Regions from separate parts of the Mus musculus genome. Here all the other regions are linked to region 3. The links are chromatin contacts, called in public Hi-C and HiChIP or PLAC-seq maps. All regions are on one chromosome and are shown on one strand. The core of a region is the stretch at or near the end of the contact, and the rest is flanking DNA. Distances in the headings are between cores, read along the strand shown. Region 1 overlaps Zan (zonadhesin). Region 2 has its middle 26 kb from the start of Ephb4. Region 3 holds the start of Slc12a9 (solute carrier family 12 (potassium/chloride transporters), member 9).

What was found. HiChIP or PLAC-seq counts read pairs in DNA pulled down with a chosen protein or histone mark. A called contact is a pair of places that touch in the nucleus more often than the background predicts.
Region 1: a RAD21 HiChIP or PLAC-seq map of pro-B cells shows a contact between it and region 3, with 2.8 times the contacts expected there. The contact joins the enhancer-like site here to the promoter of Slc12a9 in region 3. A contact is called at or near these places in 3 of 39 promoter capture datasets (the C10 cell line, the SN4741 cell line and liver), 2 of 15 datasets of contacts at CTCF or cohesin (the NIH/3T3 cell line and pro-B cells), 21 of 484 Hi-C or Micro-C datasets (the 63-12 cell line, the AML12 cell line, B cells and 13 more), 10 of 115 datasets of contacts at active chromatin or transcription factors (the 230-238 cell line, the SCID.adh cell line, embryonic midbrain and 3 more) and 3 of 9 other capture datasets (adipose tissue, liver and pancreatic islet).
Region 2: a Hi-C map of Sertoli cells shows a contact between it and region 3, with 4 times the contacts expected there. The contact joins the enhancer-like site here to the promoter of Slc12a9 in region 3. A contact is called at or near these places in 13 of 39 promoter capture datasets (the 3T3-L1 cell line, 3T3-L1-derived adipocytes, the C10 cell line and 8 more), 4 of 15 datasets of contacts at CTCF or cohesin (the NIH/3T3 cell line, embryonic stem cells and pro-B cells), 66 of 484 Hi-C or Micro-C datasets (the 63-12 cell line, the AML12 cell line, B cells and 31 more), 24 of 115 datasets of contacts at active chromatin or transcription factors (the 230-238 cell line, the SCID.adh cell line, bone marrow-derived macrophages and 10 more) and 4 of 9 other capture datasets (adipose tissue, embryonic stem cells, liver and 1 more).

The regions. Positions count from the first base shown.
Region 1 is chr5:137,392,306-137,395,005 of GRCm38.p6, reverse strand. It overlaps Zan (zonadhesin), which reads left to right. Exons shown (of 88, transcript NM_011741.2): 72 at 408-625; 73 at 1,326-1,467; 74 at 1,779-1,996. Among named protein-coding and RNA genes, the nearest start is that of Ephb4, 44 kb to the right of the region's middle. Within about 2 kb of position 1,330, at least 8 of the 459 cell types and tissues checked have an H3K27ac peak or open chromatin away from gene starts, as enhancers often do. A contact at or near this core is called in the 230-238 cell line, the 63-12 cell line and pro-B cells, where this site is marked.
Region 2 is chr5:137,374,559-137,377,258 of GRCm38.p6, reverse strand. No RefSeq gene overlaps it. Among named protein-coding and RNA genes, the nearest start is that of Ephb4, 26 kb to the right of the region's middle. Within about 2 kb of position 1,423, at least 61 of the 459 cell types and tissues checked have an H3K27ac peak or open chromatin away from gene starts, as enhancers often do. A contact at or near this core is called in the 63-12 cell line, the C2C12 cell line, the N1E-115 cell line and 11 more, where this site is marked.
Region 3 is chr5:137,332,136-137,334,835 of GRCm38.p6, reverse strand. Slc12a9 (solute carrier family 12 (potassium/chloride transporters), member 9) reads left to right here and starts at 1,254. Exons shown (of 14, transcript NM_031406.3): 1 at 1,254-1,388; 2 at 2,158-2,380; 3 at 2,576-2,700. The coding sequence starts at 2,200.

The DNA of each region.
Region 1 (2,700 bases), core at 81-2,580, 60 kb before region 3:
CAAGTTGGGAGATAAAACTGTGAGAATTAGTGTCCCATACATATCATCTTGGCAGACCCATCTTTTCTCACTTTCTTTTCTCCGGGGTCCCACACAGACTTTGTCAGTAAATGCTTGCTGAACAATCGCTTCTCTCTCTCTCTTCTCTCTCTCTCTCTCTCTCTCTCTCTCTCTCTCTCTCTCTCTCTCTCACCAGTTTCTCACAATGAAATGAGAAAAACCATCCTTTCTTTTCCTCCCGGCTTCGCACACAGTTGATGCTCAGTTAATGTTTGCTGAATGAATAACAAAAGATGGAAACCCCTCTCTTCTCTTAGCTCTTCTGCCCTGCCTTGTTTCTGTAGTTCCTATGTCCTTGGGCGCCCTCTAGACCTCTCCACTTACCTTGCTTTCCCTCCATTGCATAGCTGTGCAGTGCCCGGCCCACAGTCACTACTCCAAATGCCTTCCACCCTGTCAGCCTTCCTGCTCGGACCCTGATGGCCACTGTGAGGGCACCAGCCCCGAAGCCCCCTCCACCTGCGAGGAGGGCTGTGTCTGTGAACCTGACTATGTGCTGAGTAATGACAAGTGTGTGCCTAGCAGTGAGTGTGGCTGCAAAGACGCCCATGGCGTTCTCATCCCGGTGAGTGGGCGTGGAGAGCAGGTTTGGGGAGGGCTGAGGAGATAGCTCAGTGTGTGAGGACCTCAGGTCAAGTCCCCGTAATCCATTTAAGCTAGGCGTAATATTCTGTGTCTATGATCCCAGAGCTCTTACTGAAATACGGGAGGTGCAAACAGGACAACACTAAGAAACTTGCAGGCTATACATTTTGGCGTACATCATGGTGGTGAACATCGCCAGAACCAAGATGGGGGAGAGAGAGAAAGACAGAGAGAGAGAGAGAGAGAGAGAGAGAGAGAGAGAGAGAGACTGTTTCAAATGCGTGATTTTTCCTATCTGTATAGCTTGCCCTGCAGCTGAAGGTTGGTCAGTTCTTGGCATATGCTAGACCAGTGCCTTGCTGCTGAGCCATACACCCATCCCCTTGCTTAGGGACTCTAGGCAATTGCTCTATCCCTGAACCATATCCTCAGCCCTTCTCTAGAGGTCTCTAGGCAAGTGCTCTATCACGGAGTCATGCCCTCTGCTACTTATTGGGGGTTGTAGTCAAGCTAAGGTATGCCCACAGCCAGAGTAGCAATTGTTTTAAAAAATATTTTCCTCCCACCATTGATTGACTCAATAGACATAGAACCTACAGACAGGGAGAGCAAATGTAAGTCCCTCGGAGAGCCACTACACACAGTGGCTCACCTCCGTTCTTGTCTTGTTGCTTCTACAGGAAAGCAAGACATGGGTCTCCAGGGGATGTACCAAGAACTGCACCTGCAAAGGAGGGACTGTTCAATGTCACGACTTCAGTTGCCCAACAGGGTCCCGTTGCCTGGACAATAATGAGGGCAACAGTAACTGTGTCACCTATGGTAAGGAAACCGTAGGGGAAGGTTAGGGATATGTGCTCATGGGTGGGAGAATTAGAGTAAGGGAAAGAAGGAACTTAGTTCTCTGGGGACACACAGACAGACACACACACACAGAGAAACACACACTGACACACACACACAGACATACACACAGTCAATGCTCAGTAAATGTTTGCTGGATGAATAACAAAAGGGACAGGGGAAGCCCTAACTTTTCTTAGTTGTTCTGTCCACCCTCTTTAATGTGACTTCTGCTTCCTTGGGCCCTCTCTGGTTCTCCACACTAATGCTAATCTTTTTCCACCCCAAAGCTCTGAAATGCCCGGCCCACAGCCTCTATACCAACTGCCTTCCCTCCTGTCTCCCTTCCTGCTCGGACCCAGAGGGCCTCTGTGGGGGCACCAGCCCTGAAGTTCCCTCCACCTGCAAGGAGGGCTGCTTCTGTCAATCTGGCTATGTGCTGCATAAAAATAAATGTATGCTTAGAATTCACTGTGACTGCAAAGACTTCCAGGGTAGCCTCATTAAGGTGAGCAGGCATGGCAACTGTAATGGGCAGGGGTGTGGGGTAGGGGTTGGGGGGTGGGAGCTGGCTCAGTGGATAAAATGCTTGCTGCACAAATGTGAAGACCTGAGTTTGAATCCCCATGACCCATAGAAGTTGGGCACAGCTGACTGTGACACCAGTTTCCCTGCTATGATATAGAAGGTGAAGCTAGGAGAAAGCCCAAAAAGTGTGGGTACCAACTCTGGCTGTATACAAACAAGCAGTGAATACCAGCATAGAGACAGAGGGAGGCAGATGGATCTTGTCTTAGTGCAATGTGGAAGGCAAGAACCAGCACCTCAGTGTGGACACACACACACACACACACACACACACACACAGCATTCTAGTAAGGCTGAATCATGCCCACTCCCTGTGGCAATTTTAAAAACTCTTTTCATCTGTAGTTGGTTGACTCAGTAGATATGAAACCTACCGACACAGAGGGCAAATATAAGACCCTCGAATAGGAACTCCCAACTAGGGAGCCTATGTGGAACTAACCTAGGCCCTCTGCACAGTTGTGCAGCTTCATCTTCTTGTGGGACTCCTCTAACAGTGAGAGCAGGGGCTGTCTCTGACTCTGTTGCCTGCCTTTGGGACCCTTTCCTCCTACTGGGTTGCCTTGTCCACCCTGAATAGAAGAGGAGGTGCCCAGTCTTACTGCAGCTTGATATTTGATGACT
Region 2 (2,700 bases), core at 174-2,673, 42 kb before region 3:
TTGATGTAGTGGCCAGAGGACAGCCTCTGCCACCATTCCTCAGGTCCTTTCCGCCTTTTTTTTTTTTTTTTTTTTTTTTTTCCTCGAGACAGGGTTTCTCTGTTGTAGCCCTGGCTGTCCTGGAACTCACTCTGTAGACCAGGCTGGCCTCGAACTCAGAAATCCGCCTGCCTCTGCCTCTGCCTCCCAAGTGCTGGGATTAAAGGCGTGTGCCAGTGCCACCACTGCCCGGTCTCCCACTAGACTTTGACAAGGAGCTAGGCTGGCGGGTCAGCCAGTTTCCATGGAAACCGTCTCTCCCTCCCATATCTCCTCCACTGTCCTTGTGCTGTGCATCACTACATCGGGCCATTTACATGGGTTCTGGTCCTCATTAATGTGATGAACACTTTACCAAGAGAGCCATCTCTCCAGCACCCCAGTGGGCTTTCTTTTACATTTACTAATGCTCACACACATACGTAGAGGTCAGAAGACAGCAAGCAGGAGCCAGTGTTTCTTTACCATGCGGGGCTTAGGGACCAAGCTTATGTCACTTTTGGCAGCAAGCACTTGGACCTGCTGACATGTCACTGCTATGCCCCTACCCCAAGGTTCCCCCCCCCCCCCCGGAGACAGGGTTTCTCTGTGTAGTCCTGGCTGTCCTGGAACTCATTTTGTAGAGTTCAAACTCAGAAATCCGCCTGCCTCTGCCTCCCAAGTGCTGGGATTAAAGGCGTGCGCCACCAGTACCCGCCTCCAAGTTATTTTTTAAGGTGGCCTCAGTTTGCTGACCTGGAGCTCCCTGAGCTCTGAGAGGGCTTAGCCTGAATTCCTCCACTAGGGGGAAGCAAGGGCATTCTGGGTTTCCTGTTTCCGGTTGGGATTTTTCCAGAGGGTATCTATCCCTCATTCTTCGTTCCTTCAAAGAGCCCTTCAGGAGGTTGCTATGGGAACCGAGGGTGGAGTTACTGGCTTTAGGAGCCATTCTGACAACCAGGTAGAAGTGACCACCTGGTTCAGCCAAAGGAGGCCAAGGTGTATAATGGATCAGACTGTGAAGACCTCAAGAAACCAAGACTTGGCCAGAGTGCTTTGAGGCAGGGAGGACACAGGCCAGGGAGATATTATTAATCTGTGTGACAACTATACCTTTGGAGACCTTTCCTGAAGTCAGCCAAACTCAATATTATGGAAAGGGCCCAGGACAGGGGTGGGACATGCTCTGCAGGACCCTGGTTTCCCTCACTAGGACAGAAGGCACAGTGCCCCTCAGCAGGTTAACCTCCTGCCTAGAGCCCCATTTCTCCCCCTGGCCTCCATCTTTGTACTGCTTGGATGCTGTGACCTTCATCTTTCTTTCCCGTAGCAGCTCTCTGTGGAGGTCACTGTATCTAGCCAGGATGTCTGTTTGGCAGCGAAAGGCAGTTGGCTGGATTAGTGTCCCCTGGGACACTCCCCTTCCTGGTAGTAATGAGCCCCTCCCACCCTCCAGAGATATTAAATGTCACCCAGGGAGAGGAGACAAAGGACTTAGTGTGATTCATGCCATAATCCCAGAATTCCAGAGGCTGAGGCAGGAGGATAGTGAGTACCAAGGCTGGCCTGGGTTATTAGCAAGCCCTGGTTTACAAAATACAAGAAGGGGTATGGGTTCTGGCAGCTAGTTCAGTCAGCAAGCAAGCTCGAAGCTCCGCTGTTTGCAGCAGAGGAGGGGCCGGTGGGAATGGTAGTATGGGCTTACCCTTCTAGAACTGTGGAGGGAAGAAACAATTCCTAGGCCATGTGGCTGACCAGGCTAGCCCACATGGCCAGTTTTAGGGGAATGAGAGGACCTGCAGAGAATCAGTCTTTCTCACTTAATGTTCATGCATGAGCATGCACATTCGCGTGCGCACACACACACATTCGTGCAGGGGAAATGATAGCAACACTGCCTTGGGGCCAGTGTGTGAGGTTCTGCACCCCTCACATCCACTGCAGCTCAATCAGGCTAGCCTGCACTAACTGGCCCTTACAGGTGTCCCAATGGGAAGGCATACCCAGGAGCAGAGAGGGGGCCGAGAAAACAGTGGGGGAAGTGGAGAGGCTGGAATGGAGTATGGACCCTATCCTCCTTTTCCTTGTCTGGGAGAAGTTAGCAGCAGACTCATTGGAGCGGCTCCCCCTCCCCTTCCCAGGAGGCCAGGAAAACCTGCCTGGGCAGCATCTTGAATGGGGGAATTGTCCTGAGAGCTACCTGGCATAAGTACACAGATGTGAGGGCCCCCTTTCAGCCACTCCCCATCTTCCCCTCCCCTCACAGCCAATGCTGGCTCTCCCATTACCACCAAACCAACCCCAGCTATGGACATCCAGCCTAAGTTTGTGGGCACCTAACTGGGACCCCCCACCCACAGTCACCCGTGCCCCCTTATCCTTTTAAAGCAGTTCTAGGGCAGGACTATGGGCTACACGCTTGGCTTCTCTTATACAACCCCCTGCCAGAGCTAAGGAGACAGAGGAGGGGCAGAAGGTGTCTGCCCCACCCCGGAGGTGCCGGAGGCTCTTGGCAGGGGCAGCTGGAGCAGTTAGCACCAGCTGCCAGTGACTCACCTCCCACCAACCCAAACAAAACACCTTGGGGCTGAGAACCAACACCCAGCCCCTCCTCACACCATAATCCCAACCACCTGACCTGACCCTCCAAATCCACACTCCTAGGGGTCCCCTAGTCTCAGA
Region 3 (2,700 bases), core at 5-2,504:
CTAAAGAAAAAAAGCTTCCCATCTTCAGTTCCCTAATCTAATACAACCACAGTAGTAGAACGTGCACTCACAGAATGGTTATGCATATTTAATACAATACCGTGTGAGGGGAAAAATGAATATGTATGTATTGGACTAAAGAGTCAATATGTTAAGGCTTCGTATGTACTATAGCATCACTTAGTGTGCTTGAGGCTCTGTGTTTAATCTCGGGGTGGGTGGGGGCAGTGCTCTTTTAGGAAAATAAATATTTGCATCAGGCTGTGCTGTTACTTATCTGTAATCCCAACACATGGGAGGTATAGGCAGGAGGATCAGAAACACGAAGTCTTCTTCAGCTATGTATTGAAATGGGGCTAGCCCGGTCTACATAAAGAGCGCCCCCACCCATGCCCCCTGCGAGTATACACGGTTAGTTCATCTCTCAACTGCTCTCCTTGAAGGGATGTCTTTTTTAAGTCCCGTTTTATAGATGAGGAAGCGTCGTTGGTAAGACCTGTAAGGGTTGAAGTTGGAGTTTTGGGGTCACAGATAAAGGATTTTTTTTTTCTTTTTTCGAGACAGGGTTTCTCTGTAGCCCTGGCTGTCCTGGAACGCACTCTGTAGACCAGGCTGGCCTTGAACTCAGAAATCCGCCTGCTTCTGCCTCCCAAGTGCTGGGATTAAAGGCATGCGCCACCACTGCCCAGCTCACAGTTACAGGATCTTAGGCACAAAAGCAAGCAGGGTTACCTGCTTATTTACCCGGACCTGAGTCGGGATGGAGGATCACGGCTCCCTCCCGTGGCCGAAGAGAAGAGCGCAGCCTGCGAGCTGAAACTGGACGAGGAGGGGGTCTCCTCTGAATGTGAAAGGGACCAGGCTGGAAGCCCGAGGCACTCTGGGTCTCCCGAGAAGCTGAAATAGTACGACTCCGGCAGGCGCCGACCGACGTCGCTCTCAGTTCCCAGGTGTGTACCTGAGTCAGGTGCCGCGGTTCCGCCCACTCCACTTTTCCGCAGTCGCCACGCGCCCCTTTCAGATATTCCTGGGGGCGTCCTGGAGCTCGGAGTGCAGTCAGACCCTCACCATGGGCATCTGCTAGCATCCTGGCAACGGGGGGCTCTGAGGATCGTGACCCACTACCTTGCAAAAGACACCCGAGACGCACGTGGAACGGTTTGGCTTGCAAGGCAGCGTACGAGAGTGTGGGCGGGGCTTGAGTGTAGACCACACCTTTGAGGCGGGGCTTGAATCGGGACCAATGGGACGCCTTGCTGGGGAGGGCAGGCTCCGGGCCTGACATCCCGGTAGCCCGCTTGCTTTTTCCGGCTCCCTCGCCCCCTCGGTTTATAGCGGAGCCCCACAGGCGCGCTGGGATCACACCGGAGCAGCTTCATTCCTAGGTGGTGAGTGAGCACCCTGCGGCACCCAGATGCAGGGTGCACTTGGCCGGCTGGAGCCAGATGCCTGTCCCCCCCGCCCCCCCCCAGGCATCCAGTTACTGAAGCAAGTGGACAAGAGCGGGTGGGTGGGGGAGGAGGACCCTGGGGATCCTGTGTGGCTGATGCTAGGCTGCCTGCATTTGTGTTTGGACAATTGATGGCTCTGTTTGGATTGATAGAGTTTGGAGGGCTCATTGTAGAGATTAGAAAAATCTGGTCAGGATTGAGATGGGTTGAGGGACAGGGGTGATACAAGGTGGAGCTTTGAGAGCTTTGAAAGTTTCTTATTGCCCATGTGTGAGGTGCTGTATTGAGGGTACTCGACAGGAGCAGCATAGGACTTGGGAGGAGGTGTTTACTGGTAATAGCTAACTTCCCTTTGAGGAGATCTTCTTCCCCTCTTGTTGCCAATTAAGGCGAGACCTATTTGACAAGGGGATCTGTGTCCCTTTCGCAGACTCACTGCTACCCCTAGTTTCAGAGGCACGGAGGATGACACGGTCCCTAAGAACTGAAAGGGACCCTGATTATTTAAACACCAGGGTCCGAGAGTGGGGAAGTTGCTGGGACAGTTTTGAGTTTCTGTGCCCTGTGTGTGTGTGTGTGTGTGTGTGTGTGTGTGTGTATCCTTTGCAACTCTCCTTTTGAGGAAACTGAGTGTTTAATTAGGGTTTTGTTTAGGGAGAGAGGGTCTGTGGTATTGCTATCCAGCCACTAAAACCTCTTTTTACAGGTCTCCTAGCCCTTTTGTGGCTTCCTCTGCTGGCGTTCAGCAATGGCCAGCGAGAGCTCCCCTCTTTTGGCCTACCGGCTTCTGGGGGAAGAGGGGGCTGCCTTCCCTCCCAATGGAGCTGGAGTATCTGGAGTGCCATCATCCCGCAAGCTCTCCACCTTCCTGGGTGTGGTGGTGCCCACGGTTCTGTCCATGTTTAGCATAGTCGTGTTTCTGAGGATTGGTGAGTAGAGGAGGGAATTATTGGGAAGGGGCTAAGGCTAGGGATGGACCCTAGTACATGTGGTCAGATGGAGGGTAAGGCCCCTTGAGGCCTTGTGTGTGGCTCTGCTGTGGGACTGTGCTGGCCAGTGGGATGGGGGGAAGGGGGAGAGGTATATAAGCATCCCTTGTGACCTGCTTTTCTCCCCCTGTGCAGGGTTCGTGGTGGGCCACGCTGGGCTGTTGCAGGCCTTGGCGATGCTACTGGTTGCCTACATCATTCTGGCACTAACAGTCCTCTCAGTGTGTGCCATTGCCACCAATGGAGCTGTGAGAGGGGGC